2 separate regions of the Hordeum vulgare genome follow, and region 2 is linked to region 1. A link is a contact called in public Hi-C data. All regions are on one chromosome and are shown on one strand. The core of a region is the stretch at or near the end of the contact, and the rest is flanking DNA. Distances in the headings are between cores, read along the strand shown. Region 1 holds the start of LOC123429450. Region 2 has its middle 100 kb from the start of LOC123424717.

Region 1 (4,875 bases), core at 1,515-4,014:
CATACAAGAACTACATAAAGTCGACGTCATCTTTCGATGATGCAGAGCTCTGGCCCTTCGACGAAGCGGTACTCTTGGCACTCATTGATGCTGCCCTCTTGTCCTTGCTACTCGGCATGAAGATATCGTCTTCGTCCTCGCTATCGTCAATCCATAAAAAGGGATGTTTTACTCCACCTCCACCGCGTATGTGCTGCCCTTTCTTCTTCCACCTTTCATTCAACCGAAGAAGTTCCTTCCGAATCTCCTCATATGTCCTTGCAGGCCACCCCTTCCTAGCTAATGCATGAGCAACCTCATTCAGTAGCGTGTCACTACTGATGAGTTCGTCCCATGAAACTATTCTATTGTCTATCTTGAAATTGCTAGCCAAGCGTAGAAGACACTCCGACATACCACTGTGAAAACTACGATCGAAAGGATAATGACACATTTTGAGCACACTCCTTACCAACCCTTGCTGTGGAGAGGGTTTTATAGGTGCTGAAGAGCGGGAAATAAATGGTGGGAAAGCGAGGCGGGAACAAAATGGCGGGAAAGCTAGGCGGGAAAAAAATGGCGGGAACAAAAATGCTCAGTTGGTTCTTCGTGGATAACACATATACTACCAATAACTTGAGATTACAGACAAACTAAGATAGACCTTGCCGGAATTAAAATACAACTTGCTGAAATTAAGATACAACGTGCTGACACAACTTGCTGAAATTAAGATACAACTTGCTGAAATTATAATAAATCTACTGAGTCCAGCGTGGATATTTCCCTTTTCCATCACCAGCTTCTTCTACTACTTTGGCCGCACGAGCCATTTCTCTCTTTCTCTCCCTCTCAGCTTCACGGGCCTGTTCCCGCTGTCTGTAAACCTCCTCCAACCGAAGTTTCTCTTCTTGGTTCTTCCTTATCATATCATCAATAAAAGCCCTCTGCTCCACACAGTAATCTTCCCACTCTTTCTTCTGCTCTGCTTTCTCCTCTGCTTTAGCCTTCGCGCGGCGCTCTTCCAAGTCCAAGCTAGCCCATGCACGGCGACCTCTTTCACGAATCTCGGTCACCGCCCAGTCCGGCAATTCTGTGTCAATCCAACGATAGTACATGCAGAGAGGAGGAGGAGACTACAATATATATATATATATATATATATATATATATATATATATATATCAAGTAAACAATAATATCAATAACATATTTACTCTGGATAACTTGAGCATACCGGAGGCCTGAGGTACGCAGAAATAGATTCGGGCGGATCAGATTCATAATTGGCGCACATAAAAAACTTCATGCCCAACCAATCTGAAAAATCCGTCACCTCCTTCACCTTGCAGAGATCACCGCACCAACATCGAACTGCTTCCACACCCCGAGGCAAACTCGCACTCTGCATTTTATTAGGCCTGATGCTCTGATCCGAGCAAGACAAACTCATATTCACTGGATGATGGAGGATGGAAGGCAGTGCTAGTGTTCTCAAGTGAGGCTGGATGATGGAGGAAGGCAGTCCAATGCCTCCTTTTATAGACTTAGATAACCAGGAATATGGCAGGAAAAAGAGAAGGGAAATGAGGCGGGAAAGGTTTGGCGGGAAATAAGAGGGTAAATAGTTGGCGGGAAAGGTGGTGGGAAACGAAACGGGTAAAATTTGGCGGGAAAGGTGGTGCGAAAAAATAGGCGGGAATGGAGACGTGGAAATATTTACGGCAACGGAGTAGGCAAAATAGCTAATGTTCAAAATACACATAAGTTTCTTACATAAAATATCATCGCGAATGAGACGGATAGTTTGGATGCCCTCCTCCTTACACAACATAAAATATCATCGCGAGTGAAACGTTCAAAACAGTTCAGGTAAGCTAGTCCTTTCATCCTCTAAAAACAGTTCGTGGGTGTACCATTGCTCTAAGCAATATGAGAAAGACAATAGTGACAGATTTAGTTTTACGAAATTTAATCTTTTTTTTTGCGAATGTTCAAAATCTAGTTGTTATCTGTTTAAGAAGTAGGAAATTATAATTTTAGTTCCATGTGTCTATTGCTATTTATTCAAGAAAAGGAGTACATCATTTTAGTATCATTTTTTCATTGTTTGAATTCTTCTTAGAATTAATAGAATGATTATTTCAAAGAGGAAAAAAGATGCCACTTCCCTCCAAAACAGCAAAAATAAATAAGGGGAGAAATAAGGAGAAGAAATAGAGAAGGAGGGAGAAGAAATAGAGAAAGGAGGGAGAGGGGGGGGGGGAAGGGCCTGGCGCTGCCACTACTCGGCCACGGCCAGGCCGAGTGGCAGTGGTCTTCCACTAATCGGCCACGTGGAAGCCGAGAGCACCCTGTCGGCTATGGCGAGGCCGAGAGCTCCCAGTCGGCCACAGGGTGGCCGAGGCAGGTATATTTCTCGAACTTTTTTATTTGGTGCATTATTTTTTTAAAAGAATAAAAAAATGCAATATTTAAAAAAAAAACCGCGCGATGATGTAGTCGGGCCACCGGTGGAACCTGCAGGTAGGACCATAGGGACAGGGGGCGTAACCGTGTAGGAATTTGCACTCAACCCAAACCAATGTCGGTTGCGTCACGTCACGGCACGGCGCGGGCGTGACCAGTTCACGTGTCGTACGCGTCGCCAAGCAGCGCATTTTTTTTTTTCACCGCGGGCTGCCGAATCCCGCACCCGTCCGGTGTTTGCAAAGCCCACGTCCCCCCCGCACCGCGTCAACCGAACGCGCCTCGCCCGCTCGCTATATAGCGACCCGGGTTGACAACCCTCTCCCGTGCTAGTAGTCGACAACCGGCAGCCAAAGGGATACTCCCGCAGATCCATTCTTGGGCGAGAAGAAAGAAGCAGACAGCAATGGCGGCAGGCGCCTCCTCCGCCGCCTGGAAGCGATGGCTCCGCCCTGAGGTACGTGCGAGTGCGACCCAAATCCCCCGCTCCTCTCTCTCTCTCGGTTCGTAGATCGGAGATTCTCGTGATGGAACGAAGTGGCTGGGGTTTTCGGTGGACGATTTGATCTGTTTTCCTCGCGATGAATCAATCACACGCGCGCTGGTATGGCCGGTGCAGGCGTACCCGATCTTCCTGACGACCGGCGTGGCCGTCTCCATCTGCGCCATGCAGCTCATCCGCAACATCACCACCAACCCGGAAGTCAGGTACCCCAACCCAAGCCCTATCTCGGCGGCGGAGACCCCGATCTGACTGACTTCAACAGCCGATGGTTGACGAAACCGTTTTCCGAATCTGAAACCGCGCCGCCGTTGGTTGTCTGTCGGTCTGTTGTGCAGGGTGACCAAGGAGAACAGGGCGGCGGGGGTCCAGGAGAACTTCGACGAGGGGAAGCGCTACTCGCAGCACGGATTCAGGAAGTTCATCGACCGCCAGCGCCCCCAGATCATGCCGGCCATCAACAACTTCTTCTCCGACCCTCCCAAGTATTAGTTCGGTCCAGGCAGGCCGCGAATACCTCTCTGCGCTGCTCGTTTGTTCCGAAGATTGTGCCAGGATTTTAGATGCTGTCTATGTTGTTTGTCATAATTCCAATCGTTTACATGCCCATGGATTGATTGCCTGGCTGGTACGCTTCAGAATCATTATTCGAATCGTTGCCTGGCCATGGAAATATTTGATCATGTTAAGAGTATTACTTTTATAAATGATTTTAAATCTTTGATGGATTTTGGTTTTCTTTTGGGCAAGCGTTAATTAGCGGCCCTGTATTGTTGTTGTTTAATGCCCTTCAATTGCTCAACGGTACTCCCCGATAAAAAATATGTATAAAAACGTCTATAAATCACTAAAATAGTTATCTAAACGGTTTTCTATTTCTTACCTCGGGGTAGAACCTAGGCCACAGCCACATGCACTATTTTTTATATGAACCATGATAAATATATAGCGAACGTTCAGATTTTAGGCATGTCGTGTTGAATGTTTTTCATAACAATTTTAGTTGACGCGAGGTGCAACTTTAGTTGTTAAACCATGCAACTTTGTTTTAATTCATTTATTTTATTAGAAAATTGTCATGTTTACCAACCTAGCGTGAACTAAAGTTATCATGAAAAAACGGTTGGTTTGCCATGCTTAAAATTAAAATGTTCTGATTTTATCATTTTCGTTTTAAAAACATACCACATGCACATAAGTAAGAACATAATCGCAAAAACCTTTGGGCCTCTTCTCTTCTATAAGCCTAGAACCCAACAAGCCCAATATCAATATTCTTACAACAGCTCTAGTCTCTTTTTTTTTTTGGCATGGTAATGTGTCTCATTTATAGAATAAGTTCAAGTTACAAGCCACATAAACACCGTCCTTACAGGACTAAAAAGATAGGGTAATCATATGCAAAATACCATCGCATGTCTCTTTTCGTCGATACCATCGAAGCGGTCACCAAAGGAAAAGAAGACATCACCTCTTCGCATGAGCTCGACGCGGTTCTATCGTTGATCTACAACTTTACACGGACCTTCAAAGTAGTTTCCTAGAAGCAAAACCATTGTCGTTGAAAGAATCATACCGGGGCAACATGTCCCCGGACACGCCATCGAACTCTAGATCTGACACCCTTGCACGACGATGACGACGACTGACACCCTTGCACGACGATGACGACGACATTAGAGGAGGAAAATAGAAGTGTCAGCCACCATCCACGAACCCACTAGAAGATGCGAGCTGTAACTTGTGTAGACAACCATCTACGCGTACTCCTAAACAACAAAAGCTTCCTGCTCCATCATCACGTTGGAAACAATGTCGCAACAACGGGGACAAAGCACAAAGGAAATACACACCTGATGGAGTCGCCGACACTATCCATGAAACCTAACGCCGCCGGTCTGAAGGATCGGTAAACACATGATGCC
Region 2 (4,960 bases), core at 697-3,196, 120 kb before region 1:
GGTGTTCCGTGCACATGGAACCGAGCCTGCTGAACCTTTCGACGGACCGTGCGAACGGGCCTCCGGCCTGTTGCTCGGTCATCTTACGATCGTAGTGGTAGTCCCTTGTCATGTTCAGCCTGAGCCGGAGCTCCGACATGGCTGGGCAGGAGTGGAGCAGCGTTGCCAACGCCAGCGCCGTGTTGTTGTCCTTGTAGTTGAACTCCGCGTCTACTTCGAGGAGCTTGAGGTTCGGGAAGCTAGGTGGGCAGGATGGCCTCCTCGTCGGGGTTACCGATGGAATCTTGGTACCGATAGCTGGATCTGTTATGGTGGGAGAGTACGCTGTCGATCGTGGTGAGGTGCAGCTTCAGGGCCCTCGTGCTGGAGAAGCTTGCGAGCGCGCGCGCCGTGGACTCGTACTTATAGAAACCTCTCTCGCAGTGGGTGGTGTCGAGGTGGACTCGTGCCAGCCCCGGCGCCGGCGATGTCAGCGAGAGCTTGAAAGGGAAGCCCTTGTAGCAGAAGGAGCGCAGGCTGGGCATGTCGAGCTGTATGCCGATGTTGCGGGAGTCGTCGAGCTCTTCCTGGCAGACGCAGGTCTCGAGCACCAAGGCGGTGACCGTCGGGGAGCGGAGGCAAAGGGGCAGGTTGAAAGCCTTGGGTGCGTAGTAGGGATCGGAATTCGGAAGTGACCGGCTTGGGCGGCTTGTTGGTCACATCCACCAGCGAGAGCGTGGTGAGGGCCGGCGCGGCGTCGACCATGATCTGCAGATACCCCTGCAAGTAAGTGCAGTTGCGCAGGGTGAGATCCGTGAGGCGCGGCAAAGCGAGCTGCGCCTGGGCGGACGGCTCGAGGCCGCAGGAGTCGAGCTCCAGCACCCGGAGCGTGGTGGCGGCGCACGGCAGGGAGGCCAGCGGCGGGACGTAGAAGCTCCGGTAGGAATGCTCGGCGGCGAGGCGGGGTCGAGGAGGAGGCCGGCGACCCGGGCATCGCACTGCGGTTCCCCGTCGTGGTACCTGCCGACTGGTGTTTTTTTCGCCTTCCAGAGAGGGATGAGGCCTTCAGCTGAACGGCCCAGAATGTTCGTTGGCCTTTCACACCAAACTCAAGGACACGTATCAAGGACACAAATATCCCTAAAAAAAAAAATACAAGGACACAGGTAGAGCGTAAGCTTCTTGAGCGCCGTCTCGCGGCGGCTGTTGAAATAATCCAAACATTCCTTATGGTTAAGTTAGTTTCCATGTATTAAAAGTACATGTTAGGATATGCTGTACTAGTTTGTCCTTGTCAGTTTAGGCTAATCGTGATCGGGGTGGCCGGTGATTAGGCTAGGTGCACTACGTTAGGAAATCTTGGTTGTGTCCATGTTGAGTCCGGTTCGGAGTAGTATAATTGGTCTTGGTTAGAGGCCGAGTCCGGTTTGTGCTGAAGTCCTAGCATCTATAGATTGGGTTTGTGTTGGTCGGTGTCGGCTTCTACATTATATATATGCAGCAGGTCTACGTGAGTTTTGTACCGTGAAAAATATTGAGGAATAAAAAGAAAGAAAAGAGGGGCACGACATGTGCCCTTGGCTATAAGTTTTTCTGCGCGTGTGTTCGTGTGATTTGATGTGATCGATCCTGAAAGTGAAAAGTCAACAGCGGCGGCTGGCTAGGGCGGCCTTGCCGCGGCGGAAGAAGTTGTCGAAGCGGTCGTGGTGGCTGGACCATCGACTGCTGTTGAGGTTGAGGGCGTCGGCGTCGGCGTCGGCGGCGGCCATGGTGCAAGTAGAGAGATGATCGGCGTCGGCGGCGGGGCGCAGCAGGATGGATATATGGATCTGATGCCGAGTCGGTTTGTTTTGGTTGAACGAACTCAGTACGTGTTGCGTTGCATTGGCGGTTCGTACAGAGTCCAGGATCATCGGTGTCTTTTTTTTTTCCTTCCAGAGGGATGAGGCCTTCAGCTGAGCGGCCCAGTATGTTCGTTGGACTTTCAGGCCTTTCACACCAAACTCAAGGACACGTATCAAGGACACAAATATCCCTCAAAAGAAAATACAAGGACACACAAATCGTCAGAAGCAGTCGCTAATCATATATGCTCCCTATTTTCGGCGAAGAAGGAAACTTTATCAGAGCATCCCGGTCAGATTCCAATTCCTCGATAAAAAAGAGATATTCTGGCACACAGCACACTAATTGAAAATACACAGAGAGCTGACACTCTTACTCTAAAACTGGTTTGATGCCAACATTTGGCATTGCAAATACTTCCTTGGTTCGAAAATACTTGTCCGAGGAATGAATATATTTAGATGTATTTTAGTTTTAGATACATCCATTTTTACGACAAGTAATTCCGGACGGGTAGAATACTTCCTCCATTACTCAGTGTTCTGCGTCGACGCGCGGGCCGCACGATCCACCAGCCCCCGCGTCCGCATGTTGAATCTTCATGCAACATTTTTTCTTCCGATGCAGCAAAAACTCGACGAAATGCAGCAATTTTTTCAACGATTTCAACAAAAAAAATTGTAGCAAAAAAAATATCTACATGATCGTAGCAGAAAAACAAAGTTAATGGTGTGTGGTAGCAAAAGTCAAACGCCGGTTGTAACAAATATCTACGTGAACGTGTATACAACTTTTTTAGTGAACGGTTGCAGCAAAAAAGATGTCGGTTGTAGGAAAAATTAACACGATTGTAGCAAAAGTAAAAAAAACATCGATTGTAACGAAAAATTCGACGAACTGGAGTTGTAACTAAACGTATATCCAACTTTTTTTACTGGACAAATGTAGCAAATAAAAACACTTGCAGCAAATACGATGTTGATTGCAACATTTTAGACGGAAAAATGTTGCATGCCTAGTCAGCACTCAGCGCGCGGGTCGCGTGCACGCGGCCGGCCGAACGGTTCGACCGGCGCACCGGCCAGAATATAAGGTGCATTAGTGTTTAAAACAGTCAAACATTGTTTATATTTGACCAATATTATAGCAAAACATATAAGATGGTGTTTCTTTAACTAGTGACTAGACTAAAAAGTCCCTTTTAGTCCCTAGGTAAAGAAATAGGAGGGACTTTTTCTGAAGGTACTAGAAAAAGTCTCTATTAAAAGAACTTTTTTCTTTAGTCTCTGAGACTAAAAAAAAGTCTAGTCTCTTGAAAAGAAACACCACTTAAATATAAAAAGTATTAAATATATAAAATATAGAATTTATGTTCAAAAAGACCATTAACCGAGTGTTATTGTCAAAAAAGACCAAATACGGTATGAAATACGAAAAAAGACCCCCACTTCTCATGACGGCACGCGCGCCGGATGTCGCATGGCACCTGTCGCCACGGGCCGAGGCGGCTAGGCCCTGCCGCCACCCGGCGAGGCGGTCGGCCGCGCAGGTGTGACCTACCGCCAACGCTCCAAGCGGCAGGCTGCGCACGATAGGCATGGCCAGGCATGGAACTTGATGCATGTACGTATGGACTAGAGCATGAGATAGGGCTAGCGCACGTCCATAGTCAGCCATAGCGCTGGCTCGTCCTGGCTTGGATTGAATGCACGCACGTACGGCTCGGACTGAATGCATGCACGTACGAGTGTGCAGCCTGTCGCCTCGAGCGCTGGTGGCAGGTCCCACCTTCGCGGCTGACCGCCTCGCCGGGTGGCGGCAGGGCCTGGCCGTCTTGGCTCGTGGTGGCAGGTGCCACGCATCACCCGGCGCGCCTGCCGCCACGAAAAATGAGGGTCTTTTCTTGCATTCCATACTGCAGCTGGTCTTTTTTGACAATAACATTCGGCTAGTGGTCTTTTTGAACAAAACTTCATAAAATATAAATGTATATTTCATGAAGAATCTAGTGATATAGGTATTCTAGACATTAATATTGTTGTCTATAAAGTTGATCAAAGTTTAAAAAAATTGACTTTTTAGATAAATAACAAATCTTATATTTAGGAACGGAGGGAGTACTTGGCAAGCCAACAATTGGCAACATTGAAAGTTGCCAAAACTTGGCAACTTCTTGTGAGGTTGTGTCACGCCCAAGATGCGACCCTGTTCTCAATTTGGCACGAGGGCCTCGTCAGTGATAGAATCGCATCTCGTCGTGTCGCAAGAATGGATATTGTTACAAGTACATGTACTGAAAAGAAGAGATATATAATAGAATTGGCTTACACTCGCCACAAGCTACATCAGAGTCACAGCAGTACAATACATAAACATCAGAAGAAGAGCAGGGTCCGACTACAGACGAAAACAAACGAGAAAAGAAGAACGACGTCCATCCTTGCTATCCCAGGCTGCCGGCCTGGAACCCATCCTAGATCGACGAAGAAGAAGAAGAAGAAGAAGCAACTCCAAATGAACAATCAACGCGCTCGCGTCAAGTAACCTTTACCTGTACCTGCAACTGGTGTTGTAGTAATCTGTGAGCCACAGGAAACTCAACAATCTCATTTTCAAAGGTATCAAGACTAGCAAAGCTTAATGGGTGAGGTATGGTTAAGTGGTGAGATTGCAGCAGCAGCTAAGCATATATTTGGTGGCTAAACTTACGAGTACCAGAAATAAGAGGGGGAAGATCTACGCATAGCGGACGTGAACTACTGTTGATCAAATAAATGATCCTGAACACCTACCTACGTCAGACATTACCCCACCGTGTCCTCGATCGGAGAAGGAACTCATGAAAGAGACAGTCACGGTTACGCACACAGTTGGCAAGTTTTAATTAAGTTAACTTCAAGTTATCTAGAACCAGTGTTAAACAAAGTTTCCATGTTGCCATATAACCACGGGCACGGCTTTCTGAAAAGATTTAACCCTGCAGGGGTGCTCCAACTAGTCCATCACAAATTACCACAAGCCGCATAGAAATCCTCAATCACGAAGCTCGCGATCTCGTCGGATTCCCTAGTGGAAAACCTCAACTTTGAGATTACCCAAAGCATCATCGGAATCCCGATGCACAAGATATCTCGTC

The links. Hi-C and Micro-C count contacts between places; a contact is called where the count stands out from the background.
Region 2: a contact with region 1 is called in a Hi-C map of seedling, with 4 times the contacts expected there. The contact joins the enhancer-like site here to the promoter of LOC123429450 in region 1. A contact is called at or near these places in 2 of 6 Hi-C or Micro-C datasets (leaf and seedling).

The regions. Positions count from the first base shown.
Region 1 is chr2H:40,191,251-40,196,125 of MorexV3_pseudomolecules_assembly, reverse strand. LOC123429450 reads left to right here and starts at 2,764. Exons shown (of 3, transcript XM_045113486.1): 1 at 2,764-2,905; 2 at 3,068-3,156; 3 at 3,289-3,692. The coding sequence starts at 2,855. The coding sequence ends at 3,442.
Region 2 is chr2H:40,312,092-40,317,051 of MorexV3_pseudomolecules_assembly, reverse strand. No RefSeq gene overlaps it. Among protein-coding and RNA genes, the nearest start is that of LOC123424717, 100 kb to the right of the region's middle. Within about 2 kb of position 1,946, at least 2 of the 3 cell types and tissues checked have open chromatin away from gene starts, as enhancers often do. A contact at or near this core is called in seedling, where this site is marked.